Regions from separate parts of the Sus scrofa genome. Here region 1 is linked to region 2. A link is a contact called in public HiChIP or PLAC-seq data. All regions are on one chromosome and are shown on one strand. Each heading gives the region's core, a stretch centred on a gene start, on an enhancer-like site or on the middle of the called end of the contact. The rest is flanking DNA. Distances are from core to core; before and after follow the strand shown. Region 1 overlaps FAM219A (protein FAM219A). Region 2 overlaps DNAI1 (dynein intermediate chain 1, axonemal).

Region 1 (2,700 bases), core at 87-2,586, 74 kb after region 2:
GATGTGCTGATTTGGAGTGTCCACTTTGATGCATTGTGTTGTGAATTCTATCATCCCAACTCCCCTTTTAACTCCTTGGCTCCCCAGAGCTCCCAGTCTGGCCGAGAAGAAACCTGCTCGCATGAAGCAGAACTATAGAAAACTACAGCTCCTTCCTTTAAACACGAGTAAGAGTAGGGAGGAGTTGGGAGGTGATTCTAGGGAGCAGAGCAGGAGAGACCCAGAGGGAGACAACTGGGTGGGAGTTATCAGAGTAGGAGGTACTTGTGGGGAATTGTGGGAGATGCAGGGGATAGTTAGATTGGAGCACTCATTTATTATTCAAAAAATATCTTTTGAGGAGTTCCCATCGTGGCACAGTGGTTAACAAATCTGACTAGGAACCATGAGGTTGCGGGTTCAATCCCTGGCCTCGCTCAGTGGGTTAAGGATCTGGCGTTGCCATGAGTTGTGGTGTAGATCGCAGATGCAGCTTGGATCCCGTGTTGCTGAACCTCCATATGCCGAGGGAGCGGCCCTAGAAAAGGCAAAAAAACAAATATATATATATATATATATATATCTTTTGCGCATCTGCTACTTGCAAGACACTGTACCAGTCACAAGGGATAATAGGACAAATAAAGGCAAACATGGTCCCTGCCTTTATGAACTGGCAATCTAGTGGGAGAGACAGATACTCAACAAATAAAATGCACACATAAAATTACAGTGACAAACTACGACAGGTGCTGGAAAAGACAAGAACAAGGTGGCATGAGAGAATACTAAAGCCTTCCATATTAGACTGAGGATGTCAGGCAAAGCTCCTATGAGAGTAACATTTGAGGGATTCCCATTGTGGCTTAGCAGGTTAAGAACCCCACTAGTATCTGTGAGGATGCGGGTTCAATCCCTGACCTCGCTCAGTGGGTTAAGGACCTGGTATCGCCATGAGCTGTGGTGTAGGTCACAGATGAGGCTCGGATCCAGCGTTGCTGTGGCTGTGGTGCAGGTTAGTGGCTGCAGCTCCAGTTGGACCCCTAGCCTGGGAGCTTCCATATGCCACACTTGCAGCCCTAAAAAGCAAAAAAATAAAGAAAGAAAGAAAGAAAAAGAAAGTGACATTTGAGCCCTGATACAAGATGAGAAGGAGCTTGAATCTCTGACAAGGAGTGACTTGCTTCATGCTCCCCAGTGGGTGGGGACTCCCAGCTGCGTGGGCAGTCTGAATCCCGAATCCCTGCAAACCAGCCTTTCTCCATCCTCTCCCTTTGCAGCATGAGGTCCATTTTCAGGAGTGGAAGCCATGGGAGAACACAGGAGAGCCAACCCAGCCGCCCTCCCATTGGTAGCAAAGCAGAGGATTTGGCAGCCCACTTTGTTGTGAGGCTGGAAAAGCTATGAATAGCTCTGTGATGTGTAATACTTAGTGAGCCAAAAACTTAGCTCTGCTGATGATGAACTCCTACCTGAACCTTCCACCATTGGATGACTTGCACACATCCTCCTGGAGATGAAAACAAGTATCTGGGGCTCCTGGAGGGAGGGGAAAGTGCCAGCCTGGATGTCCTGTTCTCTGTGTGTCAGGCATGGGGTTCACATTCTTTTTACCACAGAAACCAAATGCTACAAGCTGCTCTGTTCAGGGGCAGGACTGCCTCTGGTGGGAAAGCCAGCAGTCTATTGGCCTATAAATCACAGCAGCTGGTGAGAGGGGCCTCCACTGGGGCCTCCTACAAATCCCTAAGGGGTTCCATGAGGATTTCAGCTTCCAGAAAGTCCTCTCTGCTCTCAGTGGGCCGCTGCTTCCAGCCCTGGCCCAGAGGAGGTCATAAGATTAGGGAAAGGCCGAGTGGGGATATTGATGTGGGGAAGTGGTGGTGGCTAGTAAGTAGTTTGGAGAAGAGGAGGGAAAATCACATGCAGTCGGGGAGGGAGACCAAGTTGGGGGATGATATTCAAGGTTGAAAACAATGACACTGGAGTTCCATTATGGCTCAGTGAAAACGAATCTGACTAGCATCCATTAGGACGCAGGTTCGATCCCTGGCCTCACTCCTTGGGTTAAGGATCCGGCATTGCCATGAGCTGTGGTGTAGGTTTCAGACATGGCTCCGCTCTGACATTCCTGTGGCTGCGGCTGGCAGCTACAGCTCCAATTCGACCCCTAGCCTGGGAACTTCCATATGCCGCAGGTGTGGCCCCAAAAGGACAGACAACAAAAAAGGAAAACAGGAGTTCCTGTCGTGGCGCAGTGGTTAACAAATCCAACTAGGAACCATGAGGTTGCGGGTTCGATCCCTGCCCTTGCTCAGTGGGTTAACGATCCGGTGTTGCCATGAGCTGTGGTGCAGGTTGCAGACCCAGCTCGGATCCTGCGTTGCTGTGGCTCTGGCGTAGGCCGGTGGCTACAGCTCTGATTAGACCCCTAGCCTGGGAACCTCCATATGCTGCAGGAGTGGCCCTAGAAAAGGCAAAAAGACAAAAAAAAAAAAAAAAAAAAAGGAAAACATTGGCACCAAGGGAACCAGTCAGCAAAATATGTTCTATCATCCATCGGCCTCCCTGTTCCTGATGGAACCTGTTTCACATCCTTCATTTGCCAGGGCTGAGCTACAGCAGACAGGTTGTCTAAGGAAGCCCCCATGAGAGGAGTTGGTCTGAGTGTCCTTGGGAGGTAGAGATCAGGGAGAGCTGGTGAGGGCCTTAGAGGAGGAG
Region 2 (2,700 bases), core at 198-2,697:
ATGGTGGGAGGTTGGCATCTGGGAGTTTGCACAGAGCGTGTGATGGATGCTGGGGTGCCAGCTTCTCTGCACAGTGACCTGGTCCAGTAGCTAGGGTACCTTTGCCTACTTCAGCTTTGCCCTCTTTCTTCCAGGGAGGCTCCTGGGCATTCAAGGGCATGGGACTCCCAGAGGCGACCTCTGGAGTGAATGCAAGGGCCTTGTGAGTTCCAGTGCACCCTGGCTCTATCCGGGACCCTGCAGCGTGGTGCTGAGATGCGCAAGGCTCTGGAGAAGAGACGCCCATTGCAAAGCTGGTCAACAGCTCCCGTGCCAGTGGCAGCCGATGCTGGTGCCACCACTGGCCCCACTCTCTAAGAAAAGGTAGGGGCCTCGTCTGAGTTCCTCTCTGTCCCCACAGCCCCCTCTCTCTGCTCAGGCCACCTGAAGGTCCGGCAGGAAAGCTAGGAGACAGAATGACAGACAAATCGTCAATGGTTGTGCTTTATGTGTGGGTGATTCCTACAGCTTACAGGGCACGTGTCTCCTAACAGCCCTGAGATGGAGGGCCGATGGGCATCAGCCTCTCTGTCACCAGGGCAAAGAAAAAAAAAAAAAAAAAAAAACAGGGTCTCAGCAGCTTCTGGCCCCAGGTCACACCACTGGGAAGTGACCTCCCTAGCCGGAAGGTCTGCAACCCATAGTGGTGCCACCCAGGCACGTGGATGTGGCCAACAAAGGACAAAGGGCCCTTCCCTGGTGCCTGCCTGCCCAAAGGAGGCTGCTGGGCTTGCCCGGCTCACAGCCATCAATTCCTGGGGGGGGGGAGGGGTTGGTCTTCTCTGCTGCTTAGGGCTAAGCCTGCCCCCATGGGCAATCTCTACATGACCCCCCAACTGGCTGAGCCCCCCTTCTGGCCCTGGGTGAGGCTAGAGCTGAAGCGGTTTCTCCTCCCACCTGCTGGGGAGCCCCCTCCCCCATGCTCGGTCCTGGGCAGAGAGCCTGGGCGGAGAGCAGCCTCATAGAGGGCTCCACACCCACTCCTGGGAGGGCCTGCTTGGTCCCGGCCCTGTTCCAGGCCCAGTAGCTGCAGCAGAGGGGGGAGGAATGTTCGTGCTCCCTGCCAGCGGGGGCGGGTGCTCCCCACTTGGCAGCAGCCCATCCTCGGGAGTGGGGACACAAAGCGGGCATTTAGGGCATCCTCAAAGGCAGCCCTGACCACGGGACTGGGAGCAGCTCCAAGGGCTCCTCCCTGAGAGGAATGACAAACACCAGCTCCTCCGCGCCCCCCCCTTCCTTCCCCCACCTCCGCTCAAAGAATGGGCTGGGCGGACAGGCGGCCTGAGGGGGCAGAGACCAGGAGCCCATGCGCCTGCCAGCCAGCAGCAGCAGCTTGGAGAAGGGGAAGGCTCTGCGGCTCGCAGAAGCTAAGCCTCCCAGCCAGAAAACACGCCGTTAGCCTGCGGAGCGGCAGCTACCGCGAAGCATGAGGCCCTCTCCCGTTAGGAAGCGGGAACGTCCAGGCCAGTGCGGAGGCAGGGGCTTCTGCGGGCGACCGGGGAACAGAAGGAAAGCCAACTGCCCCAAGGTCTCCACAGTGCTGCCCCCTGCTGTGGGGGGAGGGTAACTGGCGGGAGGGAACATCCCAGGGCGGTGGCCTCCTGGGGTTCAGGGGCAGTGATGAGCACCAACACCGCCTCCAGCCCGGCCTGCTGGGGAAACTCTACCCTTCAGCCCCGTCCTTTCCTCCCCAGGTCGGGTCCAGTCTACCTTCTCGGCTTCTCAAACCCACTGCTCCAGCCCCGCGCCATGCTGGTGGCTCAGATCCTTTTCGTCTCTCCTTGGGATGTCTCACCAGTCCCCCCACCCCACCGCAGCAGTGGTTGGGTCCCAGTGCTTCTTGAATCCCTTCAGTGGTTTCCCCTCGGGAGAGAGGCCCAACTTCTTGCCCGCCCCCCTCCTCAGCTTCATTTCCTCCTGTGTCTCTCATGCCTCCCACTGGCCGTTGCATATGCTGCTCCCTATGCAGGAAGTCCTCTGCCCTCTCTTTCTCTGCCACAATAATTCCTTTGAGGCTCGTTTTGGCATAGCCCTTCACCCAGCACTAATTGCCAGTAGGATGGTGGGTCTTTTCCATTAGACTGGGAGCACCCTGAGGGCAGTGACTAGATCTTAGGCATCTTTGTATCTTTCACATCTGGCCTAGAGCTCTGCACTGAGTAGGTACTTGGTGTTTGCTAGTTGAGTGGGCAAAGGAACAAATAGCCAGATTACTTACAGGAGCCATATCCCACTGCAAACAGATCATTATACTTTGGATTCCTGCAAAGGAAATAAGAACCCATTGGCTCAGGAAATGGACATGGCTCTCCCGTGAACACTGGTGCCTTAACCACGCTGCATACATCTACTGTTGAGCTTAGAGACCTATGATGATCCCCTAAGAGTCCCAGTTTCATTTTTTTCCAACAAGCTGGGGGTCCTTCAAGGGCCAGCAGGTGCTCAGGGACTCTAGGTTTTTTGCAATGTCTGTACTCACCAGCAGAGGGCGGTGACGGCCAGCCGCTTGGCTTTGTCATTTTGGAACTTCCAGAGAGGCAGCAGCGTACCCTCCTGGTCCCGGTATTCATCAGCAACATCCTCGTAGTACTTAAAATCTTAAACACACACAGGCTGAGTCAGCCCTGGGACTGCCACTTTCTGTGTGGACCTCCTTGGCCC

Evidence for each region. HiChIP or PLAC-seq counts read pairs in DNA pulled down with a chosen protein or histone mark.
Region 1: an H3K27ac HiChIP or PLAC-seq map of skeletal muscle shows a contact between it and region 2, with 4 times the contacts expected there. The contact joins two enhancer-like sites. A contact is called at or near these places in 22 of 47 Hi-C or Micro-C datasets (alveolar macrophages, blood, brain and 11 more) and 1 of 2 datasets of contacts at active chromatin or transcription factors (skeletal muscle).

Annotation. Positions count from the first base shown.
Region 1 is chr10:32,369,050-32,371,749 of Sscrofa11.1, forward strand. All of the region lies in intron 1 of FAM219A (protein FAM219A), which reads left to right. Among named protein-coding and RNA genes, the nearest start is that of FAM219A, 15 kb to the left of the region's middle. Within about 2 kb of position 1,337, at least 3 of the 83 cell types and tissues checked have an H3K27ac peak or open chromatin away from gene starts, as enhancers often do. A contact at or near this core is called in skeletal muscle, where this site is marked.
Region 2 is chr10:32,294,589-32,297,288 of Sscrofa11.1, forward strand. It overlaps DNAI1 (dynein intermediate chain 1, axonemal), which reads right to left. Exons shown (of 20, transcript XM_021064678.1): 11 at 2,519-2,636; 12 at 2,258-2,301. It overlaps LOC110255674 (a long non-coding RNA gene), which reads left to right. Exons shown (of 3, transcript XR_002336316.1): 2 at 135-363; 3 at 1,734-2,700. Among named protein-coding and RNA genes, the nearest start is that of ENHO, 23 kb to the left of the region's middle. Within about 2 kb of position 1,448, at least 36 of the 83 cell types and tissues checked have an H3K27ac peak or open chromatin away from gene starts, as enhancers often do. A contact at or near this core is called in skeletal muscle, where this site is marked.